Linked DNA regions of Capsicum annuum: region 2 is linked to region 1. The links are chromatin contacts, called in public Hi-C maps. All regions are on one chromosome and are shown on one strand. Each heading gives the region's core, a stretch centred on a gene start, on an enhancer-like site or on the middle of the called end of the contact. The rest is flanking DNA. Distances are from core to core; before and after follow the strand shown.

Region 1 (5,112 bases), core at 1,131-3,630:
AAAAAGTAGGCGAGCTAGTATTTTATAATTCGTGTTTGATCTCTTCTATCGTTGCCTAATTCGTTGTCACCTATGTTGGGAAAAGGTTTGATACCTCTGTAGAGAATTAAAAAAAAGGGCCAAAGAATCTTACTCCTAACCGTGCTTTTCGAAGCCATTTCACTACTTGACCATTTTGGCGAAATAAAATTTTAGAAATCTTGAATGTCATGGAGGATGCGAAGCGTCAACTAGTGATGGAACCAACATTTTAATTAAGGGGTTCAAAATAAAAAAATATGAACAAAAGAACTAGTTAAAGAAGATTCAACGTCTGTTATGTGTACATGAAAAATAATTTTAAATTTGTACAAAATAGTATAATTTTTCGACGATTCGAACCCCTCACTATTAGCTAACTCCTGACGTCAATCCCTATATTTTTTTGTTCTTGTTGAATTTGTCCTTAGGTTGACTCATATTATCCCAACTCTTTCAATTTGTATAATTTACCCCTCCACCCCAATCTGAGTTAGTATGCCCCCTCGATGTCCTATTAACCATCAATTTAATTCCGATTGGCACTAAAATTAGTGGGATTTTACAATAATATGGTATAATTTTACCTAAGAACTACGTGATTTAGGCTATTATATAATGTAAATATATGAAAACACGTGATTAGTGTATGGTCCAAAATATCTTCAAACACAGTGCTCCCCCAAAGTCCAAAGATTGTACTAACGGTGAGAGAATAAAGTGATTTAGGATGCTAATAATGAGCATATATGAAAACATGTGATTAGTGTAAGATCCAAAATATTTTCAAACACAACGCTTGACTAGAGTTTGACTATAGAAATTATTTATTTATTTATTTTTAAAGTAACTTTTATTCAGTATTTGATCATAAAAATCTCAAATTAAATTTGAAGCTGCATTTCAAATTTAAAATGTAGCTTATAACCTGTCTCTATTTCACTTATCATTTTTAAAACTATATTGAAACATAAACATCAATTAAAATAATTTTTTTAAAAAAATATAATTAAACATAATTTTATTTTCAACTCGAATTTTGATTTGTTGCAATTTTTGTGGGAGCGAATTAATGGAGCCAAAAGAACAGAGATATGGAAATTTTTTAGGGATGTCATATTCTTCGGACATCTTCACATGTGATTATTTTTTTCGCCGCATTTGTCGTTCGTCTTACTTGTCCTACTTCTCTTCTTATTCTATTTTATATTTACTTTACTAAAAATATAAATTATGTGATGTGAAAGATCAGAAGGAATAATTTTGTAAGAAATAAAAAGTTAAAACCAAAAAATTAATGAATCTTATCTTTGATTCGCTCCACATATAAAATTATAGTGGAAATGTTGTTATTATTGTTATTATTATTATTATATTTTTACCTTCAATACTATAAGTAAAGTTTAAATAATTTATCGTCTAGCTATCTTATAAGAAAATAATATAGGTAATATGATATGGCGAATGTCGAGTGTAATTAAGTTATGGTTTGAAAAGTGATAGTTTAGGCGTGATTTGATCACTAACTCAAAATAATAACATGTTCAGCAGATGTAGCGTACAAGTTCTGGTTTGTATTAAGACAGTAATTTTGGTTCAATGTATAAATAAATAAATAATTAACTATGTAATATAATCTAAATAGATCCTTATAATTCGACACTCTACCCGACTCTACACATAACAAAAGTTTTAGAGCTCGAATTGCCCTTTTAACTTAGTCAACATAAGTTGCATTGAAATCTCAAACTCGAACTCATAAAGTTTGATATTTTTTTTTAAATTAAAGGATTGTAATACTATCATTGGCAACAGATAGGAATTTGGCAAGTCACAAGCCCATAATAGAGGCCCTATATCTTCGTTCCTGGATTGATTTACTCAAAATATCCCCTTTTTACATAATTATACAGATTTTGTCCCTGATTTTAAAAGTTGGGTAAGTATACTTCTTCAAAATTTACCCTTCTTGATAAGATTACACTTGCTTCTAATGTTTTCTCATACAATTTTCAATCATATAGATAAAATAGTAGATCATTGTCTGACGACGTCTGAATATAAAATAGTAGATCATTGTCTGACGACGTCTGAATAACTTATAAAATCTAAAGTAATTATTTAACGTTCTCTAATAAGATTTTCAATTAGTTCAAACAAGATCTTTAGACTATGATCTCATATGATAGGTCTATATAAGTTAAACAAAATAAATAAATAAATAAAGGATCGTTTACCAAACAACTGTTCGAAAAAGGGATAATTGATGAAAAGTTTTGCTTTTCATGCTATATAAGGACTAAGCCTTCAGGACTATCAGAGCCCATAAGAGAATTTCACTGGGCTAATGCAATATGAACATTTATTTTTAGTGTATGCTTCTTCACTACTTGTACAAACTTTATACAGCTAAGCTGTATTGAGGGATCATTTCGCCATGCTTTATTAAGTTTGATGAAATTTATTTTATGAAGGAAGACAGTTTGCATCAAAATTATCTTTAACTTTTGATTCACGAAATAAATAACTTCCCATAGCAAAAATACTTAAGATTTATGGTGTTATCGAAAACTAGAATTGTATTTTTGAAAGCACATAACACATCCTTTTCAATTGTTTAGTTTTGTGCTAATGATCCAAGATATTCCAATTTGCATTTCTGAAAATGTAATAACTTATCTTATTGTAGAGAATAGCAAATTTGAAACCTATCAGCTAGCGTTCGATAAACATTTTGTTTTATGCATATTTCTCTTTATCGCTACCTAGATCTAAACAAGATTACTTAAACAACATTAAGAAAATAACATAAACATACGCCCTAACTTATATTTATACAAACCCCTACCATTACAAAGTAATTATAAAAATTCAACTAATTATGTACCTTCATTGGATGTATCGGGAGCTAATTATGTATCTCGACAAACCCAAAACCAAAAAAATGTATCGGAAGCTGATTATGTATCTTTGCACCGGAAAAATTGGATCTTTATTGTATGTATTATGTATCTCAACAGATCCAGGATCGAAAAAAATGTATCAAAAGTTAATTATGTATCTTTACAAAGGAAAAAATGTATCTTCGTTGGATATATCAGGAGCTAATTATGTATATCGACACATTCAAAATTGAAATTTACATTAATTGTGTAAAATATCAGGATTTTCTGTAATTAAGTTCCAAATTGTCGGAATTTACTTCCTCCGTTCATTTTTACTTGTCATATTTTCACTTGACACACTCATTAATAAAATGACTATTTTACCATAGTACCTCTGTTTAATTATATTTACATTGTGTCTTGAAATTAATTTGAAGAAAAATTAATTAATGCTAAGAGTAAAATAGGATATCGAATCAACCATTATCTTATCAGTTGGCTATCAGATTAGTACATTTAAAAATCAATAACCAACAAGCCAAACCGATAAGCATAATTATCTGCCCAATCCATCGATAAGCAATCTAACCAAAATCTTTTAATCTTGTGATCTTAAAAATGTCATGTAAAAAATCAAAATTAAGGAGTTCCCAAGAAAGGAAGGAGACATTCTCTACAACGAACGAACAGAAAAAAAAAGATTTGAAATTGATCCATAGTTAAAATGTTTAAAAATATTTCAAAATTATTAAACTACCTTTAACTAATATAATATAACAAATCAAACAAAAATTTAGAGTAACAAAAAAAATTACAAATGGACTCGAGCTTAGCACGGACCAATAGCACAGATTATAGGATACAAATTGGAGGAAATAACTCTCTACAAGTGTGTTGGTCCAACATGGAGCCTTGAATTTGTTGGGTCCATGTAACTGCTTATAGTTTGGGCCTACACAAATAGCTGTTCGAACAAGGTTAGAACTCCTATTCAAAAAATATCCAACTTTACAAACTGACTCTAAACAGTTTTTAACGTTTAATCGCTTTTGTTTGGCGTAAAGTATGAAGGTATAGTAGTTTCGAAATGATATACGATTATTTTATCTTGTATTTGATTGAAGATATTAGTCAACTTTGAGATTATTTATTCTATTATTTATATAAGGGATTACTTGTTTCTAACCAAACATCATTCCACCAATAATGATGAAAAGTAAGTTATATATACTTTGTAAAACCAATACGTGTAACTAATATTTCAAACTAAGAGAGAGTGTTTGAATTGACTTATTTCAATTGCTTTTAGTTTTTTATTTTTTGAGAATGTTTGAAAAAGAGAAAAAGCGAAGGGTAAAAACACTTGCATTATTCCGATATTTTGAGTTTCATGCATCAGTTATCAAGTGTGATTTTCTCAACTAAACTATCACCAATTATTTATCAAAAAACTTTCTCAATTATCAATTGCTTACTTTTCCTACCTGAACATTCACAGATATTGCAATACGAAACTCAAGAAATTTAAATACTTTAGATGTGTTTTGAATGTCATTTTCAAATAAAAATAAGAAATTGGTGTATATATGTTGGATATTTTATTTAAATTAAATTAATAAGTATAAGTATTTTAATAAAGAGATGCCTTTTTAGTGAAGAGGTATCTTTTATATGAAGAGGTGTCTCTTAGATAAAAAGTTGTGACTTTTATGAAAAAGTGTTTTTAGTGAAAGGTTGTGTCCTTTCATCCTTTGGGCACCAACAATGTTATTTAAATCCAACTCTATAGATTTCTATCATAATTTTTACAACATACTTTTTCAAAGCTTTTTCCAAAGGTTTTCTTCTTCCTCAAAGGATTGAGTCTTGACTTCTTGCTTTTCAGAAGAATTTCCTCACTATTTTCTTAGTTCAGAATTCAATAGGCTTGTCATACCCACTAAAACTATTTGCGTTAAATCCCATAGAAATCTCGCAGATGAGAGGGAGCCAATATCGTTTTTAGGAAAACGTTTTGCGAATGTTTCAAGCCTTTGATTTTGTGTTTGTTTTTCTGATTACTTTTTCGTATATTTTTATATGTGTTCATGAAACATATTTTCCAACATTCTAAAAAGATACTTACTATATATGAAGAAAATTGAATTTCTGCAATGTAGAAAAGGCTTCGATAGACTAACTGGTCTGATAAAAGAGAAAATTGATTTCA
Region 2 (4,553 bases), core at 950-3,449, 140 kb before region 1:
ATTTATCGCACCATTTACACAATAGTGATGAGATAAATTATCGTATACATAATGGAATAACTAATTTCTAGATTAATTATCCTAGGATAACTCTTTTCCAACCTAACAACCCTGAAAAGGTATTAGTAAGATGCCTATAACATGCTAAAAACTAGTAGAAGACATATTAAAGTGAAATCATAAAAGTTGGTGATAGTCTAGTAGTTACAATATTTTCATTTATCATGTTTTGGGTTGCTTTTATTTTTCTGAAGGATCATCCCGTCCCAACCTACGACCTGCTTAAGGCTGGGTTGGGCTACTATTTTAATGGCCCTTTAGTTAAAAGGATCAGTTCGTCCTAGCCCATTTAATTCTCTAACCCGTTAGGATTGAGTTGAGTTGGGCCAACCCATTTTAACAGCTCTAAAAGTGAACCTTTGTGGTGAGGGTTCCACATCAAATGTTTCTCAACCCTTTGGCGGATAGATGGTTCTTGGTGGGATCAAACCTAAATTAAATTTAGTTGTTTTATATCTAAGTAAATAATATCTATCAAGAAAAATAAAATGTTGTTTGCTTCAATTAAAAAAATAATAATTTCATCTCATAGATATGATAGTCGTCTATTAAAATTGTCGGCATGTAATTTTAAATTTATTTATGTTTGATTTAAAAGCCTAATAAGATATGCTTAAAGATGTGTTCGTCCTGCATTTCAATTGACTATTGTTTTCACTCAATACTGAGCCCCTATTAAAATATTGCAGTTCATTCATGTATCAAGACATCGTCTTAAAAGAATCTTCATAATCTCCATATACTATTTCAAACGTTTGTTTACGCACAATTTGAGCTCTTATTGTACTAGTTGTTAACTTTTACAATCATTTTGTAACAATCCAAACATCCTTGATACTGATTTGTATATTGACAATAATAGATGGTATCAAATAGGAATTATCTTGTTCAAATTGGAATGATTTTCCTAATAACCATCTATGAGATAGTAGTATTTCTCAATCATTTTATCATATGAACATCTAAAGTTGGCACAAGAAGCAACGAAGCAATTTGGTGCACTAAAACTTTTGTTATGCATAAAATATGAGGAAGGGTTGGACTATAATGGTCTATTGTACCCAGTCTTGCCCGACATTTCTTCAAGAGATTGTTTCCACAACTTTAATTCGTGACCTCCTATTCACATGGCTACAACTTTATTTATTACTTCAAAGTTCTCTTTAAGAAAACAAATACATGTAAATGGCTCAAAGTCTTATACAAAGAAATGCCCCGACCTCGGATAAATACTAAATTGGCTAACTACAAAACATATCGTTTAAAAAAAGTTTGCGTTGTAAAAAAAGTTTCAACACATCACAATGCGAACGTTGTCTTTATTTTGAAAGAGAGGAGACATTAGGTCTTTGAATCATTACTTAACAAGAAGATCTAATAATTATGTTTTCAAAATAAATTTTATTCTTTTTTACTCTACATATTTGGTTCACAATATACCAACCACATAGGAAAGTGTTAGTACTAAGATATCAACTGTTTTTTTATACTGTTCTTGTGACAAAAATGTGTTCATACAATGATCCACATTAATCATTCACAAAAGTTTATACTCAGTTCTCTCCTTACAATTTTTACCATCAAATTTTCATTTTAATAGTGTTAATATAATTTTATAAAATCATATACTATACAACTTGACATACACGCGCGTTATTTGAGGAACCTCATCACTATGTGGATATCGTGTTATCTTATTTAGAAAGGAAAAGGTCTGAAGTTTTATACTATGTGACCGTTAGCTAGAGTTTGACCATAGATTTTGGATTAGATTTTAAAAATTTATCTTTAAATATTTATTTGATCCTGAAATTTAATCAAATTTTGAAAAATTGATTTCAAATGTTTTGAAGTTCCCAAAAACTTTCACTTCTAATCACAAAACTTTAAATTTTTTTCAAGTAAAATACATGTCTTAACACAACTTCAAGTTTCATAAATAACAACTTCAACAAACTCAAATTATAATTTTTAAAATCTATGATTAAATGGGAGCTTAACATCACATTTAACAATGAAAATGTAGTTTTTTTGTTACTTTTGATGTTGTCCAATTCCACTATTCAACCTTGCCACTTCTTTTAAGCTGGGCTTGAGCTTTGGTAAGAATGGGCCAAAGAAAACTCCTCTTGCAATGGAGTCCATCTCTTCAATAAAAGTCCATGTACCATTCAACTGTATAGCCACACTCATGTGCTATATCCATGTGCCTGACCCAAGGCAATGGTATCACTATAAATGGTGTGATTGAATGATCAGAATTTCTCTGTTCTTTAATCTGAAGTGTCAAGTGAATGTAGAGTTTCTTGATAGGAAATGGGTATCACCCTAGAGGGCATAATGGTGAATAAACGAATTACTTAGATCAGTAAGTTTCGAGGTATAAAATGTCTATAAAAAGAAAAAATAGATAGCTTACTTGTTTTTTTGAAACAAGATGTCACTAATGTTGATACTAATCCACTCTTAATCAGATATCTGAATTTCAATCCTATTAATGTAGAACTTCTTGATTGGAACTCGGGGAGCGCATATGGTCATGGACCTACTGCGCGTGAATTCAACTAAGTCAGAATAGTAATTTTTGAGTACCTAATATTTTTTTTTAAAAAAGACACAAATGAATTCATTCGTGTGTCTAACTTAACTTGGTCAATTTTACTCCAATCTCTTTCTGATTTTCCACCCGGTATCCGTATTGGGGTCTCATTAATCCGAGTGCACTGCAATACCCATTCTGAGGTACACTCTCAACATGATTTTCTCCATAGTCAAGGTTTGACACCGAGACCTCTCGGGGTGGAACAGTCCCACCGTTGACATCACAAACCATGTTGATATAATTACTTCAATCTCAATTCCACATTATCGATTACCAAATTTTCCTTTTTTTAAAAGATTTTGACAAAAATTGCACTTTCTATGTTAGCATGTTCTCATAGCCCTGTCATATTCCATCAATTTGCTTCATTGAGATAAACCCTTTATCTAGATGATAAATTAATGATGGAAATACCATCTCTCTCAATATTTAGCAAAGTGGATATTGTTTATTCCTTTCTAGTGGACAAGCTACTATTTTGGAGTGTGAATAGCAGTTAAGAATTTGCTACGGAAAATGGTCCTCAACAAATTGCGGACCAAATTTGTACAAATATGATGAGCTACGAGAAAAGATAAAAAATACTAGGCAATTCTTTCAATATGTTTAACCTTGATAGACAGAATTACCTAGTATCAATGGGATTAAAAAAATACTTTTTTTTGTGTGTGAAAGACCCCTAGAAGTCTTCTTCTTACGTTTGAGGCCAATATAACATAGGATTCGTCCATTCATATATACCTAAAGGATTCTTTTTACATAACATAGTGAATGTGGATTACATTTGCTTAATATGTAACTTTTGATTTAAAAAAAACGTAATGATCAAGCAATGGATAATATTTTGAAAGGTTGAAACTTCTCAAGAAAAATGTTGGTTCTTCAATTCTTTTGGAGACCAATTTAATTTATTTTTTTGAAAAAGGTTTATATACCTCAATACACAATTATGATAATTATTATGTCTTAATACCAAACAAGTAGAGACCGGTTGTAGCAAAGATGGAAATGGAAATTTTATGAAGGGTGTTAAAATATAATATAAAAAATGTAAATATACGAAAAAACTAAGGAAATTCTGCACATAAAAATTTACGTAATTCTTTTTACACACACAATGTAATTTTTCAAGAAAAGGGTTCAACAACACCCTTTTGATGCATGTGACTAGATTGTTGGCTATATGAATCCTCAATAACCACGTTTCACCATTTAAATTCATCTAAAGTCAATACTATACAAAATAAAAATATAATATACTAGCTAGAAGCTCTCAATATAAAATTTCACACGTATGAAATTAAATATACCACTATTATACTGTATTAAATAACTAACTTTTGTGTGTAGTTTATTGGGTAGATTTCTCAACAACCCATAAAAAGAAGATAGAGAAAAATATGATAAGTAATTCTTGTACAAGGTGGTTGTCAGTGTTATAAATGTGCTATTGAAGGTTCAATGGCCCATATGATACTGTGGTCCAGATAGTTTTAGTACATAACAAAGCCCCTACTTAAATCCTTAAATTAAGTGTAAACAACATAAATCCCCTAACTTAAGAAAGTAATTACACAAAATTTCCTCTTATTTTCTTTCTTTCGAATTTTGATAAATATACTCATACATTAGGCCAAACATTATACATTGGTGGAATGTATAATGAAACAGTTATTCCTAAATTTAAGGTAATTGAAATCAGTAATTATATCACCGTTCCTTAATTAATGGCAATAATTAGCTAACATTAACTCATTTATGGATAAAGCTAGTAACTGAAATTTGAATTTCAAAAAAAAAAAAAAATACAAGTCAAATTTTATTTTGTCTAATATTTGATTGAAGATCTAGAAATCAAAAAAACTCTATTGCTTCAAAAAATTTCTTCTAA

Evidence for each region. A called contact is a pair of places that touch in the nucleus more often than the background predicts.
Region 2: a contact with region 1 is called in a Hi-C map of leaf, with 3 times the contacts expected there. The contact joins two enhancer-like sites. A contact is called at or near these places in 4 of 5 Hi-C or Micro-C datasets (bud, leaf, pericarp and 1 more).

What each region holds. Positions count from the first base shown.
Region 1 is chr11:19,660,164-19,665,275 of UCD10Xv1.1, reverse strand. No RefSeq gene overlaps it. Among protein-coding and RNA genes, the nearest start is that of LOC107848103, 12 kb to the left of the region's middle. Within about 2 kb of position 2,380, at least 3 of the 5 cell types and tissues checked have an H3K27ac peak or open chromatin away from gene starts, as enhancers often do. A contact at or near this core is called in leaf and pericarp, where this site is marked.
Region 2 is chr11:19,799,232-19,803,784 of UCD10Xv1.1, reverse strand. No RefSeq gene overlaps it. Among protein-coding and RNA genes, the nearest start is that of LOC124888656, 7.1 kb to the left of the region's middle. Within about 2 kb of position 2,199, at least 3 of the 5 cell types and tissues checked have an H3K27ac peak or open chromatin away from gene starts, as enhancers often do. A contact at or near this core is called in leaf and pericarp, where this site is marked.